3 separate regions of the Zea mays genome follow, and all the other regions are linked to region 2. Evidence: chromatin contacts called from public Hi-C data. All regions are on one chromosome and are shown on one strand. The core of a region is the stretch at or near the end of the contact, and the rest is flanking DNA. Distances in the headings are between cores, read along the strand shown.

The links. A called contact is a pair of places that touch in the nucleus more often than the background predicts.
Region 1: a Hi-C map of tassel shows a contact between it and region 2, with 1.7 times the contacts expected there. The contact joins the promoter of LOC100282043 here to the promoter of LOC100273146 in region 2. A contact is called at or near these places in 2 of 25 Hi-C or Micro-C datasets (ear and tassel).
Region 3: a Hi-C map of tassel shows a contact between it and region 2, with 4 times the contacts expected there. The contact joins the promoter of LOC103634616 here to the promoter of LOC100273146 in region 2. A contact is called at or near these places in 7 of 25 Hi-C or Micro-C datasets (bundle sheath, ear, endosperm and 2 more).

Annotation. Positions count from the first base shown.
Region 1 is chr1:55,550,518-55,553,566 of Zm-B73-REFERENCE-NAM-5.0, forward strand. LOC100282043 (photosystem II 11 kD protein) reads left to right here and starts at 1,489. Exons shown (of 1, transcript NM_001154956.2): 1 at 1,489-2,261. The coding sequence starts at 1,534. The coding sequence ends at 2,046. LOC100273759 reads right to left here. Exons shown (of 7, transcript NM_001354805.1): 7 at 2,878-3,049.
Region 2 is chr1:55,149,302-55,152,139 of Zm-B73-REFERENCE-NAM-5.0, forward strand. It overlaps LOC100273146, which reads right to left and starts at 1,400. Exons shown (of 7, transcript NM_001147593.1): 1 at 1,059-1,400; 2 at 880-930; 3 at 203-424. The coding sequence starts at 1,310.
Region 3 is chr1:55,474,361-55,477,467 of Zm-B73-REFERENCE-NAM-5.0, forward strand. It overlaps LOC103634616 (ribosome biogenesis protein BMS1 homolog), which reads left to right and starts at 1,383. Exons shown (of 18, transcript XM_008657139.4): 1 at 1,383-1,751; 2 at 1,851-1,997; 3 at 2,074-2,164; 4 at 2,269-2,387; 5 at 2,762-2,952. The coding sequence starts at 1,611.

The DNA.
Region 1 (3,049 bases), core at 239-2,738, 400 kb after region 2:
GGAGGCAATCAGGGACATTGCACCAGAAGTAGCTGCCAAGGTGGGCAAAAGAGCACTGTCCTCTACAACAGGAGCTCATGCCCTTGATAATTCCCGCTGGGTCAATGATATTAGAGCTCTTACCAGCGTCCAAAAACTGTTATTCAAAATTCTCCCGAAAATCCAATTTCATTTTTCAATAGGGTTAGATGATCTAGTTCTTAATATTATTAGTTTACTTAACTGACAGATTCCGCAACAAATCTCTTGATTCGGAATTAGGGACTCATGTTCCGTCTGATGAATCGATTTTCTTTTTTTTTACACTTCTATATCTCACTCTATCTTGAATATATTTTGTTAATTTTAAATGCTCATATGACGAAATGCTCATACCAGCGTCCAATTTTTGTTAATTTATACATTCACAAATTTGTAGTATTGAAAATTATTAATTTCATCATTTAAATGTCGTACGTTAGAACCAATTGAAATATATGAAAATCAATGAATAAATATGGTAGTTTATGTATTATGTTAATATTGTAGATATAGAGGACTGAATTTAGAGGACATTGTTGAAGAAGAAAAAGATAGAGAGGACATAATTTTTTAGAGGTAGCTGTTAAGGACAGAGAATGTTTCTTTAGAGGATGAAATTTAGGGGGACGTTGCTGGAGACAGCCTTACCACATAATATTTCTTGGTATTTTGTCGTAAGCCTTCTCCAAGTCAACAAAAAACTTGTGTAGGTCCTTATGTTTCCTATACTGCTCCATCGCTTGTCTTATTAAGAACATGGCTTCCATGGTTGATCTTCCGGGCATAAAACTAAGGGCCTGTTTGGTTCAGCTTTTTTCTGAAGATCTTTTCTGAGAATTTGGATTCGTAGATAATCTAGCTGTCATGAGAATCTGGATATCGTGGGGCTTACATGCGGAGGAAGATGAAAGGGTTCGTACGGGTTAGGTTTTATAAAGCGGCACATTCCTCCGGCTGCGACGATTTGACGAATTTTGCATTTATGCTGATTTGTGTGATTTTCACAGAAATAAAAAAATTTATAAAAATAATGTTTCGACATGAATGCATTCAAACATTTTATAAAAAATTTTCTAACCAAGAAATTGTTCATTTTATTTATATCACCATTTCATTTTTTTGAACATAAGTATTTTTTTCCTTTCTACTGAAAACTAACAATTCAAATTGGATTGTTTTCATTTGATAGATTTAAGGTGTTACATTTTTCTTTTCTTTTTTGTTCTTTTGGCAGGATCTCTGCATGTAAAATCCTTTGAGTTTGTCTCCTTTCATTTTTAATATAAAGATGCACTGCGCGTTCGATAAAAAAACGTGTTGCTGCCATGCACCATGGCCGCCCTATCCGAAATCTTGGGAGCCCATTCACAGCCTCAAGAAGGGTAGTCGGGATAAGGGGATAAGCTGACGTGTCGCTCTCCCAGTCTCGGTTTTGCCCACAAACCAAAAGCTATCTCGCTGGTCACTGTCCTCGCTTTTGCTCCCTGTTCCGCCGAGCTCACGCCAGTAGAGATGAGGGCCACGTCGTCCCCCGTGGCTGGCGCCGTCCTCGCCGCCCCTTCCTCCGCCGCCGCCGTAGTCGTAAAGCCTCTGCCTCGTGGCGCAGCGAATGGCGGCAGCACGGGCAGGCGCGAAGTGCTTGCCGGGACCGGGCTGGGCGCGGCGCTGCTGCTAGCGCTGGGGCCCGTGTGCGGCGCGGCGCGTGCGGCGGACGAGGAATACGTGAGCGAGACGAAGGAGGTGATCGGGAAGGTGCGGTCGACGATCAACCTGGACAAGTCGGACCCGAGCGTGGCGGACGCGGTGGCGGAGCTCCGGGAGCTGTCCAACTCGTGGGTGGCCAAGTACCGGCGGGAGAAGTCGCTGCTGGGGCGGCCGTCGTTCCGGGAGATGTACTCGGCGCTCAACGCCGTGTCGGGCCATTACATCAGCTTCGGCCCCACGGCGCCCATCCCGGCCAAGCGCCGCGCGCGCATCCTCGAGGAGATGGACACCGCCGAGAAGGCACTCCTCCGCGGCAGGTAGGCCAAATCCCAGCGAAGCCCGGCCATGGCGATCGCCGTCGCCGTGGTGGCAGGAACGCAGCTCTCAGCGACAACGCTACCATTTTGTAACTACTGCGGTGTAGTATATATATATGCATGCATTCGTACGTGATGCGAGCTGTGTTTTCGGTCCGATGGGAGCGCGTCCTGTGACTGTGACTGGAGTAAAAATTTACCGAGCTTCTGAGAGTATCACATTGTGTATCGATCTTGCAAGACTTCTGAATCAGCTATGCATGGATGGGACTGGGAGTTGTCCATCGGTTATCCTGCTGGCTGCCATTCTTGGTTCTTGGCGTTGCCAATGCGCGTTATCTTGTTCATACATTTGGCGTAGCCGCGTAGACAATGCCAGTTAATCGGAGGTACTGATCGGCATGAGGGGGACACCTGTGGATGCGTGAGGTAGGGGGACGGGGACGGGGCGCACCGCATGTTCCGCCTTTTCTTGCTGGCAGTGGGAAAACTGCCCGATCCTGCACATTGTGTTCATAGGGCAAGCAAACAACAATTTGGCCATGTGACAAGTCCTTTTGAAACCAAACAAACTTCTCCATCTTCGAAAGTGTTTTCTACGTAGCCCCGTGGACAGCGCATAGCATAGCTGCCCCTAATAAAATAGGTTCAACGCCCAATTATGAAATCTTTGGAAGAAAAGGATAAACCGAATTATAGCTGCTACGCCAAAACTAGGCCAAAGAACCACGAATGGATAAATAAGGAATACGGAAACAAAAACGGCAACTAGACCAGAGAATGAAATTGCATTATAAGGCCACAATTGAATAGACCGAGCAAGTTCAAATTGACGTAGGAGAATTATTATGGCGCTTCAATAAGAACTTCTGGCAATATTGCACATTGTCACTTGCCAAGCTGTTGTTCTCAAGCAATAGGCGCTTGGCTGGCCTACCCACAACACAACAATAAGGTTAGATTCCCATCACTAATGTCTTGAAGAAATACATAGGATTCAGACTCAA
Region 2 (2,838 bases), core at 150-2,649:
AAGCTCCATTTGGAACCAATAATGAAATGAACCAAAACAAAACAACTACTGGCTACGCTCATCCCTTTCCTGCCTATTATACGATACATCAGTACTAAAGATCATTATGTTGTATAATAATTATATTAAAACAGTTTAAAATTATAATTATCTCTTGTGAAAATTGACAGTGTATCTTGGCGCATATAATTGTGAAGTTTACCTCAAGGGGCCCCAATGCTGGTAGACCACTCCTTTCTCTGCGAGCATTCACAGCCATGAGCAGAAAATCGAAATTGCTGACTCCAGGAATCTCAATAGGTGCTTGGAAACTCATGAAAAGGCCTGCTAGAGATCTGTCCTCTGGCTCCATGTCAACCAGGTCCTCACCCTTGAAGAGAATGGTACCACCAGTTACCTCATAATGAGGATGGCCAACGAGAACCTGCAAGGCAAAGGTGAAAAATTCAGTTTAATGAGCAGGTACCAGAGCAAAGACCAAAGAGCACGGTCTTTTACAATTTGTATTTAGGCCATATCCTTGCTTATAAACTTTATTAGAAAGGTATGCAGGGCTAGCTTACTGAACTAACAGGATGGTGTTAGTACTGTTTTACTACACGTGTAAGCCCATCCTGCCTAGTGCAGCAATTTTTACCAAAGCAAAATTTTACTGCAATAGCAATACAGCAGTAGGGTAGGCCTACGGTTGGTGGCTAACATAGAGAAAACTAGGATGAACAAAAGCTCCTTACTAATATGGTTCCAAATATAACAAAAGCTCCTTACTGACATGTTATATTCTTTCATGCCCGAAGACAATTGTCCTATTTTTCAATCGACTGATATGGTTCCAAATATAACATGAAAAAATATGTGCATCCAACAGAAGTTCCTTACTTTTGTGAGGGTGCTCTTGCCGGAGCCGTTCTTCCCCATAATCGCATGAATCTATGACAGTCAAACACAGGCATAAAACTAGCATCAGTCGATCCCTTGCAGTCCCAATTAAGCAATATACGTACAACAAGCCGCCAATAAAATTGCAGCCGACGACTCCACGAGCTGCCCACACGAACCTCGCCCTCGCGGATGGTGAGGTCGACGCCGGCGAGGATCTGCTGCCCAGTCTCCTTCACGGATGCGGTGAGTCCGCGCACCTCGAGAAGCGTGCTGACAGAAGACTCAGCTGCCGCCGCCGCCGTGGGCGAGCGTCCCCGCGTCTGGAAGGAGATAGAAGGAGGAGGTGCGTGGCAGCGGCGGATGGGGCGGGACGATGAAGGAGAGAATAGGGGCGACGACGATGAGACGGCGGCGAGGGGCGGCGCCATGGGAGGAAGGCGAGGCAGGAGGCGCGTCTCCGTTCCGGATGCTTCCTACCTTCTTCGCTGGTCGCGGCGCGGATTCGGATGACGTTTGACGGCGGACGGGACGGGACGGCGGCTGGGACGACACTGGTAGGCTATTTTGTCGAAGCCACTCGGTGAATTAGTGTGCTCGAGTGCCGTTTTGTGGGCCTGATTTTCACATTCAAAATATGATACGGCGTAGGCCGGCCCATGTCGAGCCACACATACACGCGCGCCCTTTTAAATTGTAGTTCCATTTTTATTAAAATTTCACGTTTAGATTTATAGTAATTAAAATCATTTTTTGACCCTAGAGTCGGTGGCGGCATGACCTATAGCTTCTACTCCAACTTTGATGCCATAACCTATGGTGGTAAGATCGTTGCCACAAATCTTAGTACTGAGGTCCAACACCTATCTAGATACTTCTTTTCCCTGTCCTACGCCTGTCCACGCCCATCCTCCATTTTTTTCTCTCTCTTTCTATCTTACTATCCCCAATCCTTCCAACATTTATTGGTCTATTGATTCCATATTGGAAGTTTGAACATTTTTTTAGATATTCGAGAGCAGGTATCTCCCTCTCCTTCTCAATTTATATGCATTGATTTAGTCTATGTTAGTTGTATTTTGCATCCCTAGTAAGTTATCTATATAGGTTATTTACATTTACAAACGCATATTTAGTTTCTGCTCTTGATTTGTATGCGACATGTCGATGCATATGTTTTATGATTAAGTTATAATGATAGGTTTTATGTTTAGATTCAAATGTAGATTAAACCTGGTTGTTATCCATAAATTTTATTTTGTTGTTTTCTAGTTTATGTTATTTGTTTATATTAAATGTTTAGATTATGGTATTTGATGAAGTGACTTGTTTTTCTTATAACCCTGTATTTAAAATAGATATGGGACACGTGGAGGGAAAAGAAGTGACGAAAACAGGGTCAATCTAGAGATTCATACCCGGACGCCTCTTAAGAATGTACCTATCCATTTTGAGCTACTGATACCTAACTGTAACCCCATCTATATCTATACTACTATATTAAAAGTTTAGCGTTAGCGTTCATACCCTCCCTCCCCCCGCGCGCCCCCTATCGGTCGCGTCCACACGGTTGGTCCACACAGGTCCTTCCATGCCCCACTCGAACCCCGTCTGACTCTAACCATGTGCGCGCCTTCCTTCCATGCCCCCTCCCAAGCCATCGTCTCTAACAACATTGTGCGCTCTTTCCTTCCTCGCCACACGCGTTATTTTCCAACATCGATTGCACGCCGACGCGCCCAACCTCGCCCCAACGTCGATGCTCCTTCCATCCTCGTGATTCTAGGCTTCCAGCCCCCTCCCCCCTCCATGCCTCGAGTCTTGAATGTCGGGAGGTCCACCACCGACGGGAACCTCAGGACCGGCTGCAGCGGCACGACGGCGAGGTTGAGGAGGTCGGGGCGGGGGATGAGGTAGCCGAGGACGGGGGCAGTTGATGTTGATGCTAAATTCGGGCGA
Region 3 (3,107 bases), core at 133-2,632, 330 kb after region 2:
GACCGACGCCAGCCAAGGCGGACAGGTGCCAGACGGATGGCCGAGGTAGGAGGTGCAAACGGACGAGACAGACATACACAAATGGACGAACATTGAGAGGTGGACAGGCACGAGTGGACGGTCGTCGGAGATGATGCGGGCGAGCGTCGGGCGATGAGGCGACCAACATTGGGGGTCGACTCGATGGGTGACCACGACGAGAGGCGGACATGCGTCGGGGGCTGAAGAGGATGTGCGGCTGAGCCCCGAGATGGAAGAACTGTCAGAGGCAAAGGCAGACGTGATGACGGAAACGCAACACCGGCGAAAAAAGTGGATCACGTGTCTTAATTAGACCAATTCCTGCTTTGATACCATGTTAGAATAGTTACCTTGAGAAGATTTGAGGGAAGAATGCACAATCGTAGGAGAGAATATGGACATATATAGTGTCCTGTCTTCACAGGTCATATGGACCTACAATACAATATGAGCCCTGATATATATAACAATACACAAATTTCGAAATTCTTAAAAAGTCTTGATTGTTGGCAATTACATGGCTTATATGCTTACTGGTATTTTGTGCCACCAGCACAGATGATGACTCGAGGCCGAGAATACCATCGTAATTGACTTTACTAATGCAACACATTGATCTAAAAAATGTTTTAGGTTTTTTCGGGGCATTGCTTTTAGAAAGGCTTTAAGGTCCTGTTTATTCCGAATTATAATATGTCCAAATTATATAATCTTACGTAAATAAACCAGTAGTTAAACAAACATATAGATTATGGGTCTAGATTATATAATCTAAAGTCCAGATTATGATAATCTCATAATCTCATCAAAAGTAGCTTATTTAAAATTATTTTTAGCAAATGACCCACTACCCATGGTTATGTTTATAAAATTACAACCTCTCCTATTTTTCTTTTTTCCCCAAATCACACGCACGGTCGGGTATTGTTGTCTTTAACTTTGTGTCGAAGAAATCAATAATCTTCATTTATATAATCTGGTCATCCAAACAGTTACATACAGATTATAATATCGACAAATTATAATCTATAATAAATAATTTAGATTATCTTTTAAATTATATAATCTATAAGCTAAAATAAATAAACCCTAAATAATCGTTGATGTCCGGCCTTGTGCTAGGCAGCAACCAAACATAAAAAAATACACCGATGCCAGGCCGTCACTGTGCGCGCGACTGGAGGTTGCTGCCGCCGGGATGATCAGGCTGTTCGTTTTACGGGCGGCGCCGGGCAAGGTTTCACTCGTTCGTTCGTGACCTGCGATGACGTCTGCTAGAATTCCTGCTTGCCTACGTTCCTGACCTGCTAGTAGGAGCGTGGCATAGAATACGGCCCAAGGCCCATGCTGGAGTTTTAGCTTTGAGATTCGGACTCTCACGTGGGGGCGGCAAGCGCAGGTTTGCTCTCTCGGGCAAAGGACTTGGGTTACGTAATTCTTTTCCAGAGACGCCGCCTCCCTAAACCCTTGCCAGTCTCCCTCCCGGCAGCGGCGGCAAGGCCTACCGCCGCAAACCCTCTTCCTCAGCCGCTGCGTACAAAAGAAGTTAGCTTCTTTTTAAGTAGGAGGCGGGAGCCCTAGGTAGCCCCATGGCTCCGGCGGACGGCGGCGGCGAGCAGCCGCACAAGGCGCACCGCCAACACAAGTCCGGCGCCAAGGCGCGGAAGAAGAAGGGCAAGGGCAAGGGCGACGCCGGCGATGACGCAGGGGGGCAGCAGAAGAACCCCAAGGTATGATACAGATTCGAGCAAGTCACGTCCGTGGCACCTGCTCGGGCGACATGATTCTGGAAGCATTGTTCTAATCAGACGACCTTGCCATTCTTTCAGGCTTTTGCATTTCAGTCAGCAGCCAAGGCGAAACGTCTACAAGCTCGATCAGCTGAGATTGAACAACGGCGTCTTCATGTGCCAATTATGGACCGTTCCATCGGTGAACCTCCTCCTTTTGTTGTTGTAGTTCAAGGACCTCCACAGGTATGCACTGCAATCTGCACAGCTGATTGTTAATGTTCTACTCTATCTCATCATCGCTTCACCTCAAATTTATTAGGTTGGGAAGTCACTGTTGATAAAATGTCTGGTAAAGCACTACACCAAGCAAAACTTGCCCGAAGTTCGTGGCCCCATCACTGTTGTATCAGGTTAAGGAACCCTTTGCATACTGTACATTGAAAATCAAAACATAATGGAGTAATGCTAGATTTCTGTGAAGATGGTAAACTTATCGTTTGTTTGTTGGGTGCAGGTAAAAGTAGGAGGGTACAGTTCGTAGAGTGTCCAAATGATATCAATGGAATGATTGATGCTGCTAAAATAGCCGATCTCGCTTTATTGCTTATTGATGGAAGCTATGGATTTGAAATGGTGTGTTTTGCATATTTCTATTTTCAAAATTTTGACCAGTTTACTATGTAGCTATGTTAAGTTTTCTAGTAAACACGTGTAGAAGACTTCAAATACCTCCCCTTTCCCTTTAAACATACCTTAGAAGATCTTCTGATGTGACTTCTTTCACCCTGCTATATGTTTGGCTAAACGTTCTGTTGGGAACTTCAGATACTCTAATATGAGTATATGACGATATGTGTAGTTCTTTTATCATGGTCTAGTATTCAACAGTGTTAACCCACATGGTACGATAGTCTTGACTTTAAATTACACTGATGAGTGCAATTAGCTGTATTGGACTATATTACCATACAATTGATTTTTCATTGATATGTTTTCCTTGTTCCCAGGATACATTTGAGTTTCTTAATATCATGCAAGTCCATGGATTCCCCAAGGTGATGGGAGTGCTCACACACCTTGATAAATTTAAAGACGTGAAAAAACTCCGGAAAACTAAGCAGCGCCTTAAACATCGATTCTGGGCTGAGATAAAAGAGGGAGCAAAATTATTCTACTTGTCTGGTCTGATTCATGGAAAGTATGTTGCCATTTTCTTTCATATTATTAACTTTCTATTTAAATAACTGGAACAGCAGTCCACATGTTTTTGTCAGTTTGGACCAGTTTTAGCTCACAGCTAAGCATATATTATAAATAGTTTTTATGGTTTTTTTCTCATGCTGGAGCATCGCG